2 separate regions of the Cricetulus griseus genome follow, and region 2 is linked to region 1. The links are chromatin contacts, called in public Hi-C maps. All regions are on one chromosome and are shown on one strand. The core of a region is the stretch at or near the end of the contact, and the rest is flanking DNA. Distances in the headings are between cores, read along the strand shown.

The links. Hi-C and Micro-C count contacts between places; a contact is called where the count stands out from the background.
Region 2: a contact with region 1 is called in a Hi-C map of the CHO-K1 cell line, with 5 times the contacts expected there. The contact joins the promoter of Msi2 here to the enhancer-like site in region 1. A contact is called at or near these places in 4 of 8 Hi-C or Micro-C datasets (the CHL-YN cell line, the CHO-K1 cell line, fibroblasts and 1 more).

Annotation. Positions count from the first base shown.
Region 1 is chr7:101,726,817-101,732,177 of CriGri-PICRH-1.0, reverse strand. All of the region lies in intron 7 of Msi2 (RNA-binding protein Musashi homolog 2), which reads left to right. Among named protein-coding and RNA genes, the nearest start is that of Msi2, 160 kb to the left of the region's middle. Within about 2 kb of position 1,412, at least 3 of the 6 cell types and tissues checked have open chromatin away from gene starts, as enhancers often do. A contact at or near this core is called in the CHO-K1 cell line, where this site is marked.
Region 2 is chr7:101,891,629-101,897,573 of CriGri-PICRH-1.0, reverse strand. Msi2 (RNA-binding protein Musashi homolog 2) reads left to right here and starts at 4,453. Exons shown (of 15, transcript XM_035447710.1): 1 at 4,453-4,497; 2 at 4,499-4,530; 3 at 4,814-4,854; 4 at 5,186-5,267. The coding sequence starts at 4,468.

The sequences.
Region 1 (5,361 bases), core at 163-2,662:
TTTGAATTTCAGCTTTCGGGCCTTATGGCTATTTGAACCTCGGAACTCTTGGAGCCTACTTTAGGAGAAGGAGGAGCCCCTGGAGAGAACACCCCCTCCCCCCCGCTATGATAGGCATGCTTTCTTTTCCACTTTCTCTCAGCCCCCCTACCTCTCTGCCATTTTGGTAGTTAATTGGGACATGAGGAGTACTTAGTCCATGGCCCGGCATACAGTGGGCATATAGGCAACAGTAATAGTCACTATGTTTACCAACATCTTTTAGGCAAATGCAGTCCACACAGGGATTCCTTTTATTGTAATTTCCCTGTGGTCACTTCAGGAGGAGGATGGTAGTGTGAAGGGACCTAGGATCAGCATCCTCTCTCCCTCTAGCACATGCATTCCCTTGTCCAGGCCTTTGGACACAAAAGTTGGGTTCCACGTCACGTTGTTGCACATCTGTGTAGCCCATTTTGATAAACCCTCAAAGGGTGCTGACCCTCTTGATTTTCAAGCATGAATGACTTCACCCCCTTAAGGAGAAACTGCCATGCAATTTAAAAGCTTGAAGGGGATTTTGCTGCTTTCCTCGTGAAGTATGGAGTATGTTGGCTTCCAGAGGCTTCTGCAGCCCAACCAGTCAGCCATCTCCCCTCCCGCTCTCCCCAGAAGGAATGGATGTTTTGTTCAGTGTTATTTCTTCTCCTGGAAAACATCTACAGCCCTACACTCTATTGTTCGAGGTGAGGTGGGTGAAGACCGAGAGGGGATGTTGAAAAGACCCTGGAGAGGCCCCCAGGGTGGAGTGGAGATGAGGAAGGAGCTGGCCTGTGGCCATGTAGCCCTCCCTCTCTTCCTGACAGGTGTATAGAGTGGCATCCCCTGCTGGCCGGCATTCATGGAGCCTTAGGATATCTCTGGCAGTCAGGGCTGGAAATTTGATGCTGAGAGACAGGAGGGCTGGAGAATGCTTATAAGAAACTGCCCTCATTCCACCCGAGGGCTGGGGAAAGACATACTAGGGTGACATAGACTCTTTCAAGCCAGCCTCAAAGGGGCTAGGAGTCACTTCCCGCCTGGCTAACTCTTAACCAGCCTTGGGGGGGAATAGAAAACAAGGAGGATCAGGGCATAGCAACCAGCTCTTGTCTGACTAGGGTACTCTGGGGCCCCGTTCCTAATTAGATAGCTCGTCAAAGTTCATAGGCAAGATTTGAGGGAGTGGTTTGGAAGGGGCTTGTGGCTTCAGGTGACTTATTTCTGGCCTCAGCATTAGGTGAAGAGAGGGCACATGCTGAGTCCCTTGTGGGTTTCAGAGTCCTTGCTTCTCCTGGCTCCTTTCTCTTTCCGCCCACTCCCTGGTTCGGCAGAGCTCCGTAGGGGCCTTGTGTTCTGGGGCAGCAGCTGCTGGTGCTGACTAATGAGACTTCCTGGCGGCTGCAGTGGCACACATGGCTGTGGCTGCAGCCGGAACTGCTGCTTCTCATCTGCCACCCTGTGCTCCAGACACTCGAGAGGGGTTAGGGATGCTGCTGCTCCTGCTGCTGCTGGGTCCTGGTCAGAGGCTGCTCTGAGGGAAAGCCTAGGATGCTCGGACTTAGGGCTCATAAGACATCCCTTTGCAGCAGGGTGTGTCCAGTGCCTGGGAACGGTACCTAACGTCAGCAATGAAGTAGGGCCATCAGAACTAGCCTGTCCTACCTCTGTAAGCCAGGCATGCTACAGCCTGAGGCTTACTGGGTCTGCAGGCTAGACACAACTACTCCATAGCTATGTGTCCTTGGCAAAATGTGCCCCCTCTGTGAACTCCGTTCTTCTCAGAGGCAGATGGTGTGTCATTCCTACCACACAGGCTTGTTGAGAGGGCCTGATGAGAGCCCAGAGTGGCATATCCAGCCCAGGGTCAAAAGCCAGTTTGCTTCTTCCCTTGTGAAGAACTGGGTTGATGTCTTTCTCTCCCTGGAACCTGCAGATGTTTGTTTGTATCAGGTCCTCTGATGGCCGCTTCAGGAGTTGCAGCAGGTATCCACGGAGTTGGGATGGAAGGTGTGGCATGGGACAGACAGGAGCAGAGCAAAGAGATGGAAGAACCTGGGGGTGTGAGGATTTCACTCCCCTCCCCCCTCTGCAAACCCCTGTGTTTTGAAGTCTAGGAGACCTCCGGGACCTTTCAGGGACGGGTATTGCTGAGTCCTCAGTAATTCTTCAGGGAATTCCTGACACAAAGGCAGGCCTCTCTTATCTGACAGTCACAGCTAATACCCCCCATCACATCTGGACAGAGCCATCAGCAGCTTGAGGAGACAGACCTTGTCATCTGCTCCAGGCTGTAGCTAAGGGTGCAAGGCCCAGCTTTGAGGGGTGCATGTAGCCCAGAAACACTTGTCCCAGAGTGGTAAGATGGCCAGACCTTCTGATAGGCTCCTTTGGTTCTTTTAGGGCAGCTTTGTCCCAAGAAGAGCAGGGAACAAGGTTCTGGTTACCTTCCAAAGGCCTGGTGGCCTGGCTTGTTTCTGGGGGCCGCGTCTGGGTAGCCTGACACTCAATGTGCTGTGGCAGGAAGGAGGAGGGCCTTTCAAGGCACCCAGATTGAAAGAAACGCTCAGCAGGGGTTGTCTCTCTGTGACTGTGATCAAAACTCTCAGTTTCCTCTCCTGTTCAAGCACCAGCTTTTCAGGGGTTCAGATGACTAGACCCCTATCAACACTGGAAACAGGAGGACCCGTCTCAGTTCACTACATCCACAGGGCATGGAGCCCTTTCCTTCACCTTAGTGCCGAATCTTCAAAACAAAGGGAGGTGGGGTTCTTGGTCCAGTAGCCCGTGTCTGGGCCTGTTCATGGCGATCCCGTGATGGCTGTTTTCTCCAGGATGCAGTGTCCCAGGGAGGTTTATCAGCTAAACCTGCCTGGCTCCAGAGAGGCCACCGCAGACTTCCTGACAAACAGTCTCTGGTCTTTGTGTAAATTTTTGGAGAAGATCCCCCAGAGCCTGCCTGCTTGGGGTCAGCAGATCACGTGTGTGCCTGGAGATGAGTGGTGTGAGGAAGATGTTTGCTCCTGATGTGAGACGTTTTGTTCAGCACCTACAGCATTGAAGTCAGGTGCTGAGCTGCCAGATGCCAGGGGGTTTGAAGTTGAAAGTTGACTCTGCCCCCTGGAGTGACAAAGCTCTGTCAGCCTGAATTCCAATTTCCTCGCATTTTGGTCTGTAGACAACTGTGCTTTGTCAGCACCTTTGGGTCTGTTTTTGATGTGTTGTCTGGTTTTGTTGTTGTTGTTGTTTGCATGTGTTCTGTTACTTAGGGAAGGGATGGGTTACTGACAGGGCAAGGGGGCATTTAACCATTTATTCTTTTTAGTAGGTTTAATTGTATGAAGATTATAATGCATACAAGTGTCTGTAATTAGGGGAGTTGGTTCTGTAAGACAGTGTTTTAGTGAAGAAAATTACAGTGTTCATAAGCCGTTTAAGGAGGAGGCAGCATATATTAACATGCAACTAGTTTTTGTTAATTCGTGCCCACTGTTTACCAGTACTCCCTGGAGGTATGTCCTCGAATCCCATGATGCTTCACTCTGCCATGCTCTCCATTTGTCTCCTTGTCCTTTGCTGCAGCTAGACCAGCCACTTGTAGAATCCAGAGCTTTGCTGCAGGGCTATAGGGACCAAACTCCCTTCTGTAACAAAATGAGTTCATTCCTGAGGCAGATACCTAGGAGTCCCTGCTGGGTGAGGTTGGGGCCTGGACCGTCATCAGCTCTTTGCTCTGGTAAAGCCTATGCCCTTGTAGTGGAGTGTCAGCCTGCATGTGAGGAACTGAATATGGGAAGATACTGCTTAAGACCCTGAGCAGCTTGAGCAGTGTCAGGTTGGGAGGGGCGGAGTGTGAGGACAGTGATTGAGGCATAGTGGGCAGAGCTGTCTCTTTAGGCACAGGACTGAACATGGTTTATTTGGTCCCCAAGATAAGAATAAGCTTTGTGAGTTTAGGGAACAGAAAAGGGAACAATAGACTGGAGGGATCCAGGGAGCAAGAGGCTTACCCATCAGTTGGGGGTGGAGTTTGGATTTATTCTTAGGGCATTTGGAAGCTAGAAGGGAAGGGCTCACTGCAGGGTAAGAGTGGGGTGCTCTGTCTCTGCCCCTTGGGGATTCTGCCACATGTTAGTGTCAACAGTATCAAGCATATAGCATCACATCAGGCTTGCTCCTGGAGGTCCCCACAGTCTTGAGTTTTCATGGCGACCCTGTTGAAGAAAAAAAGTCGATGGTATATATTGCCAAAGGAATATTTTTAAAGTGTCCATGGGCCGTAGAGGTGCTGCACCCACATGCTGTGGGAACATTGTGACTTACTGACGCCATTGAGGACAGAAAGCATGGCTCCGAAGGAGAGATTGAAAACACAGATGGAATGGGAAGGGTTTTCTGGGACCTCCATGGACTGGAGATTCAGTGTGTGGGAAGTACACTCTATAATCTGGTGTGATAAGAAGTCGGCATTTGGGAAGCAGGAGTGGGGCAGGCCACAAGGCTTAAGATTTTGTCGTGTGGGTACAGACACATTAGCTGATGCTAGGTTGCTTCACAGTAGTTTAAATAAACAGATAGCCCCCTTAATGACACTTCCAGACACCTTCTGACCATTCAAGTCAACAAGTTTAAACTACCCTGCTCTGAGAGGGTGACCCCAGGTATGGTGGACTAGTTGTAGATGGCTTGGCCTGTGTCTTTCAGGATCCAGCCTCCTCCTGTCACACAGGGAAGGCCCAGCTGTCCAGTCAAGCTGATCAGGGGATAAATATGTGGAACAACCTTGGGAGTCTCAGGTTTTATAGTTGCACTTTGAACACCTGCAGTGTCTGGAAGACCAGGTGGCCATTCCCCAGTGGGTTACCGGAGCTAGGAACTCTGTTCCATGCTCATTGTTCTAGGAATGGAAGCTGTCTTCACCCTTCAGGCCTGGACAGTTTGTCTGGTGGGCAGCCTCATGTGTTAAGATGCTTTTCATCTGAAATATCTCTGACGTGTTTCTCCTGTTCCATTTGGGGCCAACTGTTAATGCCAAGGTCTCTCAGTTTCGATTTCAGACAAGGGAGAGTGGAGGATCAAGTTACTAGTTACTTAACCGGAAGCAGGCTTGCCTGAGTCTGCTTCCTTGGCGGTCCTTGCTAGGGCTCTCCGGTGGGCATACTCCTGGCCTTGCTGAAAGATGATTAGCTAGGATGAAATAAAGATGTCCCTAATTGTGGTGTGGGAAAGCAATCCCATAAGCATTAATTTACTCAAGCCCTGAGAGTGTGAGAAAGCCCTCCTGACATATTTTCCTTTTCCATTAACACTCCTGTGATAAACAGCTTAGATGCACTGAGAAAA
Region 2 (5,945 bases), core at 3,204-5,703, 160 kb before region 1:
GTTCCAGGACAGCTAGGGCTACACGGAGAAACCTCTCTTGAAAAACCAAAGCCAGCCAGCCAACCAACCACACAAACAAACAAAAACCAAACGAACCAAACAAAAAACCCAGGTGGAATGGATAATTTCCTTGAAAAATAAAAAAACCTGAAGAAATTCATAATTACAAAGACATGGAGTCCACAGTTAAAAAACAAACTATGAAATGGCTATCCCAACATTTGCAATTTTAGGATGCCAGTATAAATAAACAAAGCATTAAAGGGAAATTGCAGACAATTTGACTTCTGAACACGAACACACGAAAAAGACCCTAGGGTGAACCTGGACATTGACATTCACTCATGTTTCAATCTGTCCCCCACCAAAAGTCAACCATGGAACTAGCAGGTACTGTACTGGCACAAGGAAAGCAAAAATGGATGGGAGCTCGTGGCCTGGCTGAGATGGGCGGTAAAGTAAAAGATCACACAGGGAAGGTACATAGAGGACCTTCTGCTGGCTTAAGTGTCTATCAAGAGACATTTGACCTGGTCGGGGAAGTGTGGGAAAGCTTTCCAGGCATATAAATGGACTAAGAGTCCTTGTGGGCTGCTGTGGGAGGCTGTCCCAGGGCCTCGGGTGCGAGAGATCTGATATACAGCAAGAGAGATAGCTTTGATGAACCAGTGAGATGGTTCATTGGGTAAAAGTTCCTGCTGAGAAAGCTTAACCTCACACCTGAGTTCAGCCGTGGAATGTAGGAGAAAGAAAGACTCGTGAAAATTGTCCTCTGACCACACACACACACACCACAGAGAGAGAGAGAGAGAGAGAGAGAGAGAGAGAGAGAGAGAGAGAGAGAGAGAGAGGGAGAGAGAGAGAGAGAGAGAGAGAGAGGAGAGAGAGAGAGTCATCAATGGAAATAAACTTTAAAACCAAAAAGATGGATTTGAGCCATATTTACAAGGTGAATTCCACAGACTCCTGGGTGAGTCACACCTGGTGAGGTCAGAGTTCAACCCTGTTGTCTCCAGGCTGAGTATATTTATTGACAAGGATTCCCAAAAGAGGTTCGGATTTAGGGGAGAATAGTGTGTGTGTGTGACTTTGGCCCTGTTGCATCTGGAATACCTTTCGGAAGGCTAAGTGGAGATGTATGGAGAAGAGGACACTGAACAGAGCCTGCCACTCTGGTGAGGGTCAGAGCTGGAGATTTGCAGTGGCACCAGCATGTAGGTGGTATTTAAACCCATCCTGCTCAGAAGGTCATCTGGGGAGGAGGTAGTTGGAGGAGAGGATCCTGCTGGAGAAGCACACCAATATTTAAAGGGAAGGTAGAGAAACAGAGAGGGCAAAGAAGTAGAAGAGGAGAGGTGCCAGGGACCAGAGAACCCAGGAGAGTGTAGGAATGGTCAGAGCTGGGAAAGAGGTCCCTGCCGTCTAGCCTGGTAGGGACCTCAAGGCAGTGGGTTATACAGCCCCACTGAGATCTGGATGGAGCTGGGGAAGAAATACAGAATCTCTTACAAATAAATAATCTAGTGCAAAGGGCAGCAGGAAGAGGGGTTGGGGGGCAATAAAATTGTTCTGCATGTTTATCCTGGTGGGCATCATACAATCTGTTCATTGGTCAGAGTCATAGTGCAAGGGAAGGTCTGTAACCAAAATGTTATTACCTGGGCTGGGGGGGGCGGGGGGGGGACCACGGCATGCGGCTAATTGGTAGAGTGCCTTCCTTCCTAGCAACCCTGAAGCACTGGGTTCGATCCCTAGCATTGCATAAACCTGGCATGGTGGGATACGCCTATAATCCCAGCCGTAGAAAAGATCAGATGTTCAAGGCCATCCTCTGCAATCTAGGGAGTTTGCCATTAGCCTGGGCCACACCATCGATCTCAACACAATTTGCAAAGGGAAAAAAAAGGTGGTGGTGATGGGGTCAGTGGCAGTAAGACCTCTGGAGTTCAAGGCCAGCCTGGGTTCTTGCACAGCAAGACTCTGTCCCCAACAATACCAAACTAAGTAAAAACAATGGCATGATGGAGCCTTCCCCTTTAGCCCTCTATCAGCCCCTGGCTAGGCCTCTGTAGCGCTAGGTGTGCCCCACCCCTCAGGTTTTCACTTAGCCTACCACTGCACAAATTTGTGCAAGTCTACATCATGGTGGCAGCTACCCTCTTCTGCCTAGTGAGGGACAGCTCGAATATGCAGGATTGACAGAGCCAAAGGGCACTGGACCTTGGCCAGAGCCCCTCTTAGGGATTAACTGGTTGTGGTGGGAATACAGCCTGACAGCCTGGAACCTTTGGGACTCCCTTATTCAAGGAAGGGGCTGGATAAGGAAAGTCCTTTCTAGTTCTGATGGCCTGTGGTTCCATTGTGAAAATCCAAAATCCAACCCAATTAGCTGTGTTGCCTGTATTTTGTTATTGAGAATAATTGCAATAAACAACTACCATAACATTCGGCTCTTTAACACGTGAGTCCCCAGACTATTCGAGAATCAGTTTGGTTGGAGTGCTGGGAAACGGTATGGTTTGTGGTTTGAAGTCTTATAAAGTGCCTTGTAGAAATTATATTCAGTAACAATTTATAAGCACGATTCATGTAAGTTTGCAATTAAAAAGGGGACTTTTTACATTGTCCACTTCAAATGCTCCACCCTACCCCATCAATCCTGTCAGAGAGGCATTTTCCCAGTCTATGGGACAGAGAGATTGAAAGTCTGATCACTCAGGGCTTTGGCTGGTGTTGAGATTTTCCAAATGTTCCGAAACCCACAGTGGACACGACGCAGTTTTGGTGTTGAGTGTATTCCATTGTCTCCTAATTCTATGAAAATTAATGGAAAAGTGTTAATTGGGCATCAATGCACGCTTAACATTAATCCGGGCATTTGATGAACCACAACTTTATGTTGCCCCTCATGCCATATTAACTTGGTTTATTGTAATAATTTAAAACAATAAGGATAATTGTATCCGTACTGTTTTAAATACCTCATAAATTGAATACAGCCTGAATCTGGCCAGCCTGGAATCTGAAGTGTGCAATGCCTCTGGGAAGCTACAAACATCCTTTTGGAGTTTACACTTCGCTAGGGGAGGAAGGGAGCTTTTACTAAACACCTACTGAGTGCCAGGATCCATGAGGCACCTTATGGCTCCGAAAACGGGGGGGGGGGGACGCTTTGTTACCTCAAAGACACCTCCCCCCAGGGCCATTTCACTCTGACGCACTTTTACTCTCTACACAGGAAGACCGAGTAACTTTAAACATAATAAATAACACAGATAGCAAACGAATAATCGTTTCATTTTTTCTTCTGAAATAACCACCCATCCTAGCCACCCTCGAGACGCCCCCAAACTACTACTACTCATTCTTCATGAACACTCGCTCTGAAACCCAATCATTTGACCTTGACCCCTAAAAACCCACTTTATTATATTTTTAAATCGTGGTTTGAGTAACGCGCAAACCCAGTCTGGGTGCTTGCTCGCCCCCTGGTATCGCGTCTGTTTCTCAAAGTTCCAAAATAACCTTCGCGGGCACGGCTCCGTACCTCTGCCGGGGAAGGGCGGGGAGCCGTGCAGGACGTGCGGGTGTGGAGCGGGGGAGCCAGAGAACTTGCCGCGCGAAGGGAAAATAAAACTTGTGGCTGGTGTTTGTGTGGGAGGGTCTCCTTCATCCCGCAGCCCCCCGATTCCCGGGGTCTCGGGGACCGCCCCGGGAGCGCAGGGTGTGGGTGTGCTCCCGGCGTCCTTGACCTAAATTTCCGCGCGGTGTCTGGAAACCGGGGCACAGAGGCAGGGCGGGTGGCGGGTGCCACCTCCGGATCGCGCGCAAGGGCCCGAGAACTTGAATGGGTAGCGCGAACTAGGGGGGTCCGGGGCGCTGCCGCCTCCCCGCCCGGCGAGCAGCCCGGGCTGAGCTCCCCGCGCCTCCCCCTCCCCCACACCCAGCCCATGTGATCGGAACCGACTCGGGGTGCACTTCCCGGCTCCCCGCCCGGCTGACGTGGGCCCCCCTCGAGTCTCGGGGCTCGCGCGCCGCCCCCGGCGGGTCCCGCTGCCACGGGGGGCCGAGTGTGCGCGCGCGGACAGGCGGGGGACCGAACGGGGTGCGTGACGTCACCGCATTGGTTACACGACGTTCTAGAACTCCGCCCCACGTGCGCGGGGAGGAGGGGGGGAGGAGGAGGAGGAGGAGATGGGGTGGGGAGGAGGAGGGGGAGAGGTGGGGATGGGCCGGGGGGCGGGGACGGGGGGTGTGCGAGGCGGCGGGGCTGAGCTGAGCCGAGCCACGTGTGACGGGCTCTCGCCGCTGGCCCGGCTCGGCGCTCGCGGAGCTTCGCAGCGCCGGGCGGGGGGAGGAGGCGGGGGAGGAGGGACGGAGATCTGGGGCTCGGAGCCGGCCGCCGCTGCGCTCCGCTTCGCTGTGGGGCTCGGTGTGTCGGGGGTGGGGGGGCGGGGGGGCTCCGCTATGGAGGCAAATGGGAGCCCAGGCACCTCGGGGCAGCGCCAACGACTCCCAGCACGACCCCGGGTAAGTTTCCAGCCGCTGCCCACCGCGCCGCCTCGGGCTCGCTCGGGGCTGTGCGGGCGACGGTGCGGAGCGGGGCATCCGCGCGCCCCCCGCGCCCCCGCGCGCACCCCTGGGGCACTCGCGCACCTTGGGGTGGCGTGGGGCGGCCACCTTCTCCCCCAGCCCACCTCCCGGCTCGCGCTCGCCCGCTTCCCCCCAGCTTTCCTTTTAGCTTTTGTAAGTTACACGTCAAAATGGCCGATCTGACATCGGTGCTCACTTCGGTTATGTTTTCTCCCTCTAGTAAAATGTTTATCGGTGGACTGAGCTGGCAGACCTCACCAGGTAAGGGAGGGAGGGGGGGACGCCTGGGTCCCCCCCTTCTTGGCTTCTTTATTGCTCTTTGTTATCCCGGTGTAAGAGCCCCCCCTCCCCGCCATTGGCTCCCCACTTCTCCTGTGCAAGGTTATTTTTTTTAAATAGCAAATCCTTTCCGAGCCCTCTACGCGACCTCTGTTGCCGAATTTCCCCCGCGTGTGCAAAAATATTGCAAAAACAAAACAGAATAACAACAGAAAACTACTTTTGCTTTTTGTCCTTGATCAAAATTTGCATTGCTTTTTTCCCTCTCCACACCTTCTCCCACCCCCCCATCTCTCTCTTTCTCTCTCTACAGATAGCCTTAGAGACTATTTTAGCAAATTTGGAGAAATTAGAGAATGTATGGTCATGAGAGATCCCACTACGAAACGTTCCAGGTAACGCATTTCCTTCTGGATTCTGCCTTTATTTTAGAACAAAGTTTTAGTTTTATTTTTGGAGGTGTCTTCGGAAGTAGCTAAGCGGATTTAGAATGGGGCTCAGGCGCGTGGCTGGGCAGGAACGTTGCTCCCCCCCACTCCACAACCCCAAAGGTTATTGTTAATTAGGGCCGAACTCTGGATTCAGAGCCGCCCATCTCTCCCGCTTGAAGTCATTTTCCTGTCGCTTCTTGTTCTCTTGTTTAAAATGACATTCAGCTTCATCCACTTTCCACATAGTTTTTTTTTTTTAATTTAAATTTATGAGTGTATGCCTTTTTCCCACTCCCAAACTCCGAAGTCCCCTCTTTGGGAGATGAATGAATATCTTAGTCCCCGGCTTCCCTCGACATAAAACAAAGCCTTAAGAAAGGGAAGAGGAGGAGAGGAAACTGAGGCGATCAGAGTGGAGGCACCAGCGTGTTCCAAGTTACCTCTAGCCTCCCTGCCCCCCCGCCCTCCGCTTTCCCCACTAACCTTGGTATTTTTCCCTCGCAAGGCAGAGGACTGTGGGCTAGGGGAGAATAGAGGGAGCTGGTGGGGATAGGGGTGCGTGGGGGGCAACTTTCGCACCCCAGTCTGCATATAGGGTCTCCTTGTTGCTTTCAGTGGTGTCACATTTTGTTTGTTTTTCTC